Regions from separate parts of the Pan troglodytes genome. Here region 1 is linked to region 2. The links are chromatin contacts, called in public Hi-C maps. All regions are on one chromosome and are shown on one strand. The core of a region is the stretch at or near the end of the contact, and the rest is flanking DNA. Distances in the headings are between cores, read along the strand shown. Region 1 holds the start of AP3M2 (adaptor related protein complex 3 subunit mu 2). Region 2 overlaps ANK1 (ankyrin 1).

Region 1 (6,340 bases), core at 3,192-5,691, 440 kb before region 2:
AATTATCTGAAAACTACGAGTTTTCACCTCAGTTTTTTTCTTCTCAGGGCCACACTTTAAAGATACTTCCGCTGTTCATGATAAGGTATGGTTTCCAGGTTGTTTCACCATCTTTCCATTTCTTTGACATCCAAAACTGAACAGACTCTACTAGAGTCTAAATTACATTAGATAACGTCAATTATCCACAAGATTCCAATACCCGGGTCACCTAAGAGTCAGGAATGTATTCCTAAAACAAAAAAGATTTCCTCTTTAAGAGGAAAATTCTCATTTTGAATGATAATTTAAAAGAAGAAAAAGTCACACATTACCTTCCCAAAAGTGATTTATTTTTAAAAAATAAAACACTTCACTAGGTTTTATAAACCAGGCATCATGTGAACTAAGCAGCTGGAAAGGAGCCTCGCAATACAGCCAAGTGCTGCAGCCGGCCTGTGAGCCTGCAATTCTATTGCGGGGCCGCTCCTGTCACATTCTGGTCCTGGAAAAATCATGCTGCCGGAGAGGATGCACATCGGAGACCTGAGAATCAGGATGTCCACTGACTTTTAACAACTGCTTCAAGAATAACAAGCTCTGAAGTCTCAGACTTCCAAATTAGCAAATTTACTCTGCTTTCCCAAATTCCCCCGTGGTTTCAACTAGATCAAACAACTCTTCTCACTTCCTGTCTTGTAATAAGTTACATTAGTATGGCCATATAGCAGCTGTCAGTTTCACCAGTGCGACTGTTAATCTCAGAATGAGTAAAGTATCACATGTGGAAATCATAACAAGGCCCAGTTAAAAGTTGTTTAGGATCACAACTCCTGGGTTCTTCTAGTTCTTCCACATACTGGGACTTATCATACTTACGTTTTCACTGTGCAAAGGGGCCGGTATGTTGCATGAGAACTGAAATTCCAGAACAGTAGTACTACAGAGTATTGCAGGGAAAAACAAAAAATGTATTTTAATTCTCTTGGGAAGGGAAGTTGTTCTAGACGTGGTGCAGATATGAGTACAAGAGAAGGAACTCTTTGACTTGCTTTTTAACTTTTATCATAGTGTGTGGGTCCTCATTCTCTTCTCCAATTCCACAATTCCAGTGTTCATATGACTCATTCCAGACCTCATATGACACAGAAGTTAAACCAAAAGGCCCTCGCTTCTCATTTGAGTTATGCAAATAACCACAACAGTTAGAAGTTGATTGGTTCTTTTGGGAGAAAGTTCCTCTGTGTGAATCCAGGGCCGGTGCTGTCTGAACTCCTGTGCTGCAAGTGGTGTCGTGTCCTGGTATCACTGACCTCCCTTGGACATCACCCCCTAAGTTCTTAACATCTATTCCTGAAGAAAAAGCTTAAAATGAAAACTGCCTCATAAAATGGCTCACTTAAATTCTTACAGGCACATGAGATTTCCCAATCTCATCTTTGCAAGCAGAGCTCATCAGTACCACTCTCTCACTATAAAGAACCACCTCGAACCTGAGAACTAGTACAGGTTCATGAATTACCCCTGACTGGGAGAGTTAAATTAAGCATTCCTTAGCTTTTTCTACTTTTTCTTTTCTAAAACTTTATACAATCACTTTCTGATGCAACTCAAAGCAATGCAGATAACAATGGTTAGGATCAAGACCACCAGGCAAAAACAATCTAAACTCTAATTTGTGAGCAAAAAGTAGAATCAGAGCTAGAAAGACTATACATAGTCATCGCAAATAGGATGACTTTCCCACGCAAGAGGTTCAAAAGTATTCCATTTGTCATTTTGTATGCAGCCAATTCAATAAATAGAAACCAGAATCTTATCAGATGGGAGAGGAAGTGAGTAATACCAGAGTTTTGATTTTTTTTTTTTGTTTCTTAATGGAGGCTTTACACAATGGAAACAGGACTACAAAGACACTTTACGGTTTACATATATGAACTTTCCCACATTCACAAACCTGAAATGTGTCCACCACTCGGTGAAGAAACTCAATGACAAACAGAGGGGGGACCTCCGTCTGGATCACGGCCACAAAAAAGATCTTGTGGCGGTAAACACTTAAGAGATAGTGGTGAGGGGTAGGGATAACCGGAGGCACATTTTCTGCCTCAGTAGCTCTCTCTTGCGCCTCAAAAAAGTAATCACAAACAGAACGGCTGACCACACTTTTCCAATGTTTCTCCAGGAAAATGTCTCCAGAGGAGTTGATCAAGAAAAGACTATGGATCATGGTGACGATTGTCAGTGACAGAAGAAAGCCTTTTTCAGTCTGAAAGCCTCAGGACTCTGTAAATTTTCAACTCTAAAAACAAAAGCAGCGATATTCAGTTCCATTCAACGAAAAGGCCCTCCCCATCTTTTCCCAACAGTCCAAGACTTACCCATCTTTCAAGACCAGGCCCAATCTTCCCCTCCTGCATGAGCCTGAAGATAGCCCTCCCTTGAATTCGAAAGGATAATGATCAGTCATTTGACTGTCAATCATATACTCCCAGTTATCTTTACTATCGCCCAAATTGCATCCATTTAAAATGCTACTTATCTGTGGGTGTCTATTTTCTCAACCGAACTGCAAACTCCTTGAAGAAAAGGGCCGTGCCTCATGTTTTGCGTTGCCTGACTGCAACACAATCAGTGTTCTTTGAAGAGGGCTTCGAAGAACACTGAATTTGATGTCATGTTTTGGCAACAGCTCACACATACACAAGAAATGTGCAGCTTAATACGATAGCCACTATGGGACCAGCGAGCACTTGAAAGGTGGCTGGTGCGAACTGAGGTGTGCTGTTAAGTGTAAGACACACGACAAATCTGAAAGGCTTTGCATGAAAAAAAAAATTTCAAATATCTTACCAATAATTTAATATTGATTATATGTTGTAATAACATTTTGGATATCCTGGGTTAAATCAAATATATTAAAATTAATTTAACCTGTTTTATTATTTTAAAGTGGTTACCAGAACATGTACAATTATATATGTGGTTTGCTTTCTATTTCTGCCCACCAGAATTGGTGGGAGGAATGGAAAGCTGCCCTTGGGGGTCTTTATTCATCCAATCAGAGCTATTCTCTGAGCACTCCTTAGGCACTTGCTAATGCAGTAAGACATTTAAAAAGATCCCTTGGGGCTCCCGCCTGTGATCCCAGTACTTAGGGAGGCCTCCGCGGGCAGACCGCTGGAGCTCACGAGTTCGAGACCAGCCCGGGCAACAGAGCGAGAACCCCGCCCCCCTCCACCACCTCCAAAAAAAAAAAAAAAAAAATTTCCCTGGGGGACAGACACCCCAAGGCCCTCAGACGGTTGCATCTCTCTGGTGCCAGTCGCCAGGATGTGGCCATTCCGCGAAACGGCGCGGGTGGTCAAAACGCAGAGGCCTGCGGTGCCCAGAGCCGCCCGGACGAGACAGCAGGAGGGAGAGACAGCCAGGCAGCCCGGGGTGCGAGGGAGAGGCAGCGGCCTAGGCGGGCGGTCCCTGCGCAGGCCCCGGCCCAGAGCCGGCGGCGACGGAGGCCGCGGGGCGCAGGCGGGCAGTGGCCTGGCTGAAGGGGCACGCGCGTTCCGGGGTGAAGAGCGCAGGGGCGCCGGGCCGCGCACGTGCGCTGCCATGGCAACAGTGTCCCCTCCGCCCGCAGCCGCGGCGCCGGGAAGGACCCCCTCCCCGAACCCTGAACCCGGCCCCTCACCTCTCCCCGCCGCGTCCGCAGCCTTGAGAGGCCGCCCGGCTGCATCCTGAGACCCCGCCCCGACCCTCGCGCGCCCCCGCTCCTGCCCCGGCTCCAGGCTCGGGGTCGTCCCTACTCCTCACCTGGCCTCGCTGCTCGCAGCGCCCACTGCTCCTAGGCGCGGACAGGCCCCGCCCCGCCCACCGCGCGCGCTGAGGCAGCCGCTCGCCCGCTGATTGGCCGGCCCGCGGGTCGGCTACCGCTCCGCCCACGATCTGCGCCTGAAGGCCGCTGATTGGGCATCTGGGAGCCGCTCCTCCCCTCTGGTTGATCGCTGTTGGCGGCTTGCCCTGTTGTCGGGCTCGAGTCCCCCTTTGGCCCTGTTGAGGCCACGGTCATCTCCGATTGGTGCAGCTCCGAGACCCCGAGTCCTGATTGGAGGTCGAAGACAGTGCGTGCTGCTCGGCCCCACTCATCCAGTCACAAAGGGCTGGGGCGGCCGCCGCGCTCGCGTGTTTGCGGAGTGCGCCTGGAGGGGGCGCTGGAGTATGTGTGTGCCGGGGCGGGGTGGCTTCCGGGCACGAGTTGCTGACAGCGCCTCGCGGTTGATAAATCCTGAGGGCGGCGGCTACCCTCCACCCCATCGGTGCCTTTGGGAAGCGCCGCCTTCTCTGTTGTACCCGGCCGTGGGTCAGGTCGGCGCGGCTGGCGGTGGAGCCTCGGACACCGAGCCCTGGACCCCGACTCTGGAAGCCCCCAGCCCCACTGGGCCGCGGCAGGGCGCCCACGCTCCACAATCTCAGTTCCCAGCCGGGGAGTGAGGGGCTGGGCGGGTCTCTCCACCGCTTTGGAGACCTCAGGACTTGGATACGCTTTTGAGTGGTCCCAGTCGTCCTGATCCACGAAGGCGTGGAGTGGAAGTCAGGACCAGGGGTCGCCCCAGTGACGCAGGAAGTCAGGCCCAGATGCGGTGAGGCGTCGCCAGCCTTGGACCCAGCAGTGGGCGCTGGTGACAGTGGCGACCTCGCCGATGAGGGGTTCGCCCTCCCTAGCATTAGTTTTCACTTTGGTGAAATGGAGCGTGGGTGGCAGCTCCTCCACACACAAGCCCTTTGCTGAGGTGGTGCGGGGGGTTCTCTCCACGCTTGCTAAGGGCAGGTAGTTGGCTGACTTTGAACTAAGGAGAAAAGCCAGAAACAAAATGGCAGAATGGTATGACTCTGGGTGGGCTTAGGGACGCTGGTGCCAGAGGACTTGGCTTGAACCCGCTCCAACACTTACAACCTGAGTGACCGTGAGAAAGAACTGTAACTCCTCTAAACTTCAAGTTCCTCACTTCTCAAATAAGAACGTGAATAGTACCTCCCTCCTAGAGTTGTGAGGATTGAGTTAGAAAATGCTAGCAATTGTTATGCCCTAAGGAACAGCACAAGATACAATAACACGTGATAATGTGTGTCGAAGGTGCAGAAATGCAGTCGCTGCCGTGAGAATTTCTCATTCATTCACTGAATTAACATTTGCCGAAAACCCCCACGTATCGACCTGTGCTGGATGCTGGAGATGCTGCAATGACTGCTGTCACAGGCATTGTCCCTGTGGTTACAGGGCCCAGCAGGGAAGACAAATGAGAAGCAAGGGATTGCAATGTAGTGTGATGAATAAGGAACGCATAGGGGGTGGGAGGAGTGCTGTAGAGATGGCTGACCTAGAGTCAGGGAAGACCCTCTACCTTGAAACCTGAAAATGAGAATGGATCCCTCAAATGCAGGGATAGATGGACAGAGAAAAAAGTACATAAGGAAGGCTCTGCAGATGAGCAAGTTAAGTATAGCTGAGCTGGAATGGTAGGAAGAGCACAGGGAGATCAGGCTGGAAAGGTAAGTAGGAGCCTAGTGGTTGTGAACCTTGGAAATGTTAATATTTATAAAACACTGTGTGCCATACACTGTGTTTTATAATTTGTAAGTACCATTCCATAAATATTTAGTGAGCCCTACCATGCGCCAGGCACTGTTCCAGTGCTTGGATACATAACACCAGTAAACAAAAGACAAAAATCTCTTGGAGCTGGGCGCGGTGGCTTACGCCTGTAATCCCAACACTTTGGGAGGCTGAGGTGGGCGGATCGCTTGACGTCAGGAGTTCAAGACCAGCCTGGCCAACATGATGAACCCCTGTCTCTACTAAAATTAAAAAATTAGCCAGGCGTGATGGCACGTGCCTGTGGTCCCAGCTACTCAGGAGGCTGAGACGGGAGAATCGCTTAAACCCAGGAGGCAGAGGTTGCAGTGAGCTAAGATCGCACCACTGCACTCCAACCTGGGCGACAGAGTGAGACTCTGTCTCAAAAAAAAAAAATCCCTGTCCTAGTGAAGCTTATATTCTAGTGGGGAAAAGACAGATAATAATCAATATACATAAGTAAAGTATATAGTAGGTTATAAGATGGCATGTGCAAAAAAAAAAAACTACCAGGAGTGTTATGGGATTGGAGGGCAAATTACAGTTTTTAGTGAGAACAAGCCTCATTGAGAAGAGACATTAGTGCAAAGACTTGAAGAAGGCAGAAGAGTTAACTATAGGGAGATCTTGGGGGAGAGCATTCCAGCAAAGGGAACAGGCACTGCAAAGCCTGTAAGGCCAGAATGCTCCTGGGGAGTTTCTGGAGCAGGAAGGGTGACAGTGTGGCTG
Region 2 (5,980 bases), core at 2,743-5,242:
GCATGCACCTGCACGCATGTGCACACACACATACACACATACATGCGCATGCACACATGCACACACATCAGGCTAAAGAGCTGCCTGCTGGGGCAACTCCACCTCTTGGACAAAAACCCACCAAGCCACTCCAGGCTGCACTTCCTAGCTCTGTGTGTGCCGTTTTGGACAGCAGGCATGTATGAACAGTTCTATAATTTTGTTATTTTATAGAAAGTGGAGACCCCGCTACACATGGCAGCCAGAGCCGGGCACACGGAAGTGGCCAAATATTTACTCCAGAACAAAGCCAAAGTCAATGCCAAGGCCAAGGTGAGTAGTGAAGGCAGGAAGGGAAGGGTTTCAGATGTGAGCAGTTCCAGCACTGTGCAGAGAACCCATCCTCATTCCAGGCGGGGCTGCAGTGCTGTGGCCTGGGGATCACTTTTCATCCTGATCAGGTCGCTCTGAGCGCTCAGATTCTGCTTTGCAGGGGGTTTGAGAAGACCAGGGATATTTTTGCATGAGAGCCACATTTCTTTAAAATAAGGAAAGTCCAAGGTGCGTGGCTGGCCTGAGTATGTCCTGGGCTAACGATGACAGTTGCCATGTAAGGAGGGGGGCAACCTTTTAAAGAAAGCATTGCCAGCAAAAATCAGGCAAGAATTACTTGATCTAAAACTGGAGAGTCCCCCTTGCTGTAAACACATTTTGTGGGGGTTGGAGGAGTAGACAGTGAGAAGAGCTGTGGAGTTTGCCGGTTGCTCACTCAGCCAACAGCAGGCTTCCTAACCACAGGCCACGATGGGTTCTCCTTAGAGTCAGGCCTGTGATTTGTGTTTGGTGCCCTCGAGGGAAGCCTCCAGCTGGGCCCCATGAGACCTGGCCCAGGCAGCCCGACAGCAGCATTCAGAAACAGGAAGTGGGGGGGTGTGGGTGGAAAAGTCCTCATTCTCTGTCAGCAGTTGAGACTCCCCTGACCCCAGCACAGAGAAAATCAAACTAGAGTTCAAGCAGAAAGACAAGCGCATCCACTCAGGAAGGATGTGGGAGACGGATGAGCAGCCACACTACATTGAGTGCCTTTTATGCACCAAACGCAGAAACCATGTACATTATCCGCTTGATCCCAGCTGAGCCCTAGCAAGTAGACGTTATTATTCCCATTTTACAGATGGGAGGGCTGGGCCTTTGAGAAATAAGGTAGAAATAACAGCTCACTTGAAGAACTGTTGTAAGGATTCAATAGGATACAGCATGTTGGTTCCTGTAACTCAGAGACTTGATTCGAATCCTGACTCTTCATCTTCTTAGCTGTGTGACCTTGAGAAGGTCACTTGCCCTCTCTGGGCCCTGCCTTGCTTCTCTGTAAGATGAAAAGTTGGATTTGGTAACATCAGCGTTTCTTCTTCTTTGTTTTCCCTTCGGGGTCCAGGATGACCAGACCCCACTTCACTGTGCAGCTCGCATCGGCCACACAAACATGGTGAAGCTCCTGCTGGAAAATAACGCCAACCCCAACCTGGCCACCACCGCCGGGCACACCCCCCTGCACATTGCAGCCCGTGAGGGCCACGTGGAAACAGTCCTGGCCCTTCTGGAAAAGGAAGCATCCCAGGCCTGCATGACCAAGGTACAGCCTCCCGCCTCGTGGTCTAAGGAAGCAACAGGCTCACTCAGCCAGGCCTGGAGCTCGGAGGGGAATTCCTGCCTGGTTCTCTTTGTCACCTCAATGATGCTGCAAGCAGCTGGAAGGGTCGTCACACTCAGGGCTGGCCACCACCTGCAAGCCAATGTGTCTCCATCCTTCCCCAAAACAGGAAGTCCACCACAGCTTCTCACACACCCAGCCAGCCTTCATACATTTATCATGGCACAATTATTAGTTGAAACCTGCTTTGGCCAAGTCACAAACAGGTTCTGGGGATATGAGAAGGATTAAGACTCATACCCTGCCCTCAGCTAGCCAGCAATCAACTACCACTGTGAGGTGGTTGAGACCCTCTTGCCAGAGGAGTGTGGACTGTAAGTGCAGGGATGCCTGCCAAGTCCTGAGGTCTTCGGCCTCCCAGAGGGCTCAAAAATGGCTGTGCCTTTGCTTTCATTGGCCTCTCCATGCCAGCGGAGGTGCAGCCTCCTTTGCCGTGGGCCCTTTCTCCAGGGAGGACAGCCCTGGGGCCCCAAGGTCCTGACAGCCTGTTTCTCCTCAGAAAGGATTTACCCCTCTGCACGTGGCAGCCAAGTACGGGAAGGTGCGGGTGGCAGAGCTGCTGCTGGAGCGGGACGCACACCCGAATGCTGCCGGAAAAGTGAGTTTGAACCCCGCCCTCCCCTGCAGCTCTCAGGTTAGAGGCAAGGACAGAGGATGGACATCAGCACTTGCAGATTCCATCTTTTGCCTGTGTTGTCCATCTTTTTTTTCTTTGACACAGGGTCTCGCTCTGTTGCCCAGGCTGGAGTGCAGTGGTGCCATCACAACTCACTACAATTTTGACTCCTGGGCTCAAGCCATCCTCGAGTGTCAGTCTCCTGAGTAGCTGGGACTACAAGCAGTTGCCACCGTGCCCGGCTAACTTAAAAAAACAATTATAGAGACAGGGTCTCACTATGTTGCCCAGGCTGGTCTCGAACTCTGGGCTCAGGTGATCTTCCCTCTTCAGCCTCCCATAGCTCTGGGATTACAGGTGCGAGCCACCGCACCCGGCCTGTTTATATTTCCATGGGTAGCCATCGAGAGAGAATGGCCTTTGGAAAGACTGGCCTTTCTGTCAAAGGCCTTATCCTTTTGGAAAGACCCGATGGCCTTCTCCGGGCAAGTGTATTGATCTCACTGCCCACGTTCCCCCCTGTTCCCACAGGGCTCTGGGTCCTGCCGATGACATTCTGTCATGACTCCAAGTTAAGACTGGCCTGGGAAAGATTTTAAACAGGATTTTACTGTATAAAATAGGTGCTCCCATGCCTAAAGGGAGTCCTGGGAGAAAGTCCGTGGGAGTGACAGCTGGCCTCTTTTGTCTTTGTCCCCTGCAGAATGGCCTGACCCCCCTGCACGTGGCCGTCCATCACAACAACCTGGACATCGTCAAGCTGCTGCTTCCCCGGGGCGGCTCCCCGCACAGCCCTGCCTGGGTAAGGCCGGCCCCTCTCCCCAGCTGCCCCTGGAGAGCAGGTCACCTGCTACCTTCCAGTCCCTCAGGGAGGGGGGTTTCCACAGCAGCCCAAGGGTTTTGCGTTCTGTTGCTATTTTTACCTCAGAAATCACGCCTCACTTTCCCACATGTTACCTGCCCTGTAATCACGCTATTCAGGGCCCAGGAGTGGGATGGGAAGTGGGTAACAATTCCCAGCCAGGGGTTACCTCGCAGAGGCGGAACTTGTTTTATACAACAAATGTGTCCCCAAGCAGTTGCACGTCAGCTGGGTTTTGTAAACTGACTGTCAGAGGTCAGTGTGGATAAAAATCCCTGGGGAGTGGTGAGCCCGTTTCTAGCATTGCTAGATTCTGACTCCGTGGGACTGTGCAGTGCGGCCTGGAAGCCTCATTTTTAACCTACTCTCTGCATGGTTCCGAGGCTGGGGCCACAGCGACCGTACTTTGAGAAATCCTCAGGGCTGCTGGCGAGCTTGCTGGAACCTGGAAACAAGGGACCTCTTTAAAATGAGAATGATCACCTCCAAATTCATTTGTCTCTGAGATCAGACTTTTAGATAGTGGCATTTTTGTAGGGAGGCTCACCTGAATGTGAGACACATTGGCCCAGCCTCACACCAGCTTCGGAGGCGAGCTGCTCAGAGCAGCAGGTTCCGTGACCCTTGAGGGAATCAGAGGAGGGAGCAGATGGGTTGCTTCTGGAAGACCCCACGGGGTTGGGTAGTACAAGGATAAAGCTGGAAGGACCATTTTTGGGAACAGTCTGCCCGCTCTGGGAAGGCGAGGCTGTGTAGGGATAGGCACCTCGGGACTGGTGGCCAGCGGGGAGAAGGGGAGAGGAGAGGGAGCGGGGCCAGGAAGACAAAAGCCACACGCAGTACCTGCACTCTATGGGGCAGCCAGGCGCATGGGAAACAGGATAATTTATGGGAGATCCGTCATGTGGCAGGCATCCAAGTGCCGCAGAGAAGGAGCCTCGGGGTGGGACCCCATGTGACTCCAGCCAACACCTGCTGGCTTAGGGCCTCCGCAGCCCAGGCAGGGAGCGTCAGTGCCAGTGCAGGGCTTCGGCGCATTCTCCCTCCCTGGACAGACACGTGTCCCCATCTTGCAGCATTGCTCTTCTACAGACGCCGGCTCCCGACAGCTGTCTCCTCCTGTCCCTGCTGCAGTGAGTCCCACGTCGCTGTGCAGAGGGAGCACACGGCCCTGCTGCGATGTCGACTTACTCCTGCCTCTAAAAATAAAAACCTGGACTCCCCTCCTCCTCACTCCCCTACTTATATAAAAGGAACGGGAGCCAGGTTCATTATATTTAAAGATAACTAAATCCAAGCACAAACCCTGTACAGATGGGCTTTGTTTCCATGGCAAAAAATAGTTTCCAAAGTAGTCTGGCAATTTTGTAGAATTTCACATGCAAATCTCTCTGCACCCAAACCAAACCCTCCCCTTTCTAATTTTGATGCTAATGTTGTTTGAACATTTGGGCAGAGCTCCCTCCGTGTGCATTCCTTAGGATGAGCTCATTTCCTTGGGAAAGAAGAGCCTTTTGCGGGCACACATTCCTCCCTCCCCTCTCCGTGACTTTCCAGCCTAGTTGTCCTTGTCCTTGTCACCTGCAGAAGTTCATTTGTTCATTTTAGTTCTGGTTTAGGGGAAGCTCAGAGGGGCAGTCCGTGTCCTGAGAGTCACAGTGGCACTTGTATCTCAATTTTAACCAGAGGTTTACCTGGTAGCCTGAGCCATGTCCAGGGCAGGCCTACCCTTGGGCAGGACAGGGGGCTGGCCTTGCCAGTGTGGACATCGCTGCTTCCCAGGTGGCCTGGGATTCCTGAGGATACATCCATGAACACACTGCAGATTGCTCAAGTGATGGTCCCTTGTACATTAAAAGATGGCCTAATAGGGCCGGGCACGGTGGCTCAAGCCTGTAATCCCAGCACTTTGGGAGGCCGAGACAGGCAGATTGCTTGAGGTCAGGAGTTCAAGACCATCCTGGCCAACATGGTGAAACCCCGTCTCTACTAAAAATACAAAAATTAGCTGGGCATGGCAGCGTGCACCTGTAATCCCAGCTACTTGGGAGGCTGAGGCAGGAGAATCGCTTGAACCCGGGAGGCAGAGATTGCGGTGAGCCAAGGTCTCACCACTGCACTCCAGCCTGGGCAAGAGAGCGAGAGAGACTCTGTCTAAAAAAAAAAAAGATGGCCTAATAATCATTGCTTTCATGTAGTTATTAATGGAAAAACCAAACTCCATAAAGTATTTTGGAGGTTTATTCTGAGCCAATGTGATAACCATGGCCCTGGGCAACACAGTATCAAGAGGTCCTGAGAAAGTGTGTCTGAGGCGGCTTACAGTTTGGTTTTTTATATTTAGAGAGGCAGGAGTTACAGGCAAAGACATAAATCAATACATGGAAGGTATATATTGACAAAAATACCTAGAAAGTCCCAGAGGTTATAGGCAGATTCCGAGATTCTTTAATTTGCAATTGGTTAAAGGAGTAAAGCTTTATCTAAAAGTTTGGAATCAGCAGAAAAGCATTAAGTTGAGAGAAGGGTCTGTTCACCAGGGTCCTGGGCCGAGTGACCTCCAGGGGACATGTGACTCAGCCCTTGCCTACTCTGGCCTTGGGTCCTGTTGATAATTTGGTGTCTTGTCACAAAGAGTCCCTTTGGTTAGTCTTATGATCTCTTTTAACATGAATGCCGGTCAGTTGCGCCTAAACTCCGAAAGGAAGTGGGTATAGCAAGGCGTGTCCAACCTCCCTTCCTTCGTGGCTGGGAATTCAATTTTTAAGGTTTTTCTGGGATCTCTTTGGCCTAGATGGGATCTGTTTGGGGC

What was found. Hi-C and Micro-C count contacts between places; a contact is called where the count stands out from the background.
Region 1: a contact with region 2 is called in a Hi-C map of induced pluripotent stem cells, with 1.6 times the contacts expected there. The contact joins the promoter of AP3M2 here to the enhancer-like site in region 2. A contact is called at or near these places in 2 of 7 Hi-C or Micro-C datasets (induced pluripotent stem cells and stem cell-derived neural progenitor cells) and 1 of 1 datasets of contacts at active chromatin or transcription factors (stem cell-derived excitatory neurons).

Annotation. Positions count from the first base shown.
Region 1 is chr7:50,452,016-50,458,355 of NHGRI_mPanTro3-v2.0_pri, reverse strand. AP3M2 (adaptor related protein complex 3 subunit mu 2) reads right to left here and starts at 4,441. Exons shown (of 9, transcript XM_001141415.7): 1 at 3,790-4,441; 2 at 1,937-2,281. The coding sequence starts at 2,209.
Region 2 is chr7:50,012,678-50,018,657 of NHGRI_mPanTro3-v2.0_pri, reverse strand. It overlaps ANK1 (ankyrin 1), which reads left to right. Exons shown (of 44, transcript XM_016959397.4): 13 at 214-312; 14 at 1,415-1,612; 15 at 2,190-2,288; 16 at 3,010-3,108. Among named protein-coding and RNA genes, the nearest start is that of MIR486, 53 kb to the right of the region's middle. Within about 2 kb of position 3,992, at least 10 of the 24 cell types and tissues checked have an H3K27ac peak or open chromatin away from gene starts, as enhancers often do. A contact at or near this core is called in induced pluripotent stem cells, stem cell-derived excitatory neurons and stem cell-derived neural progenitor cells, where this site is marked.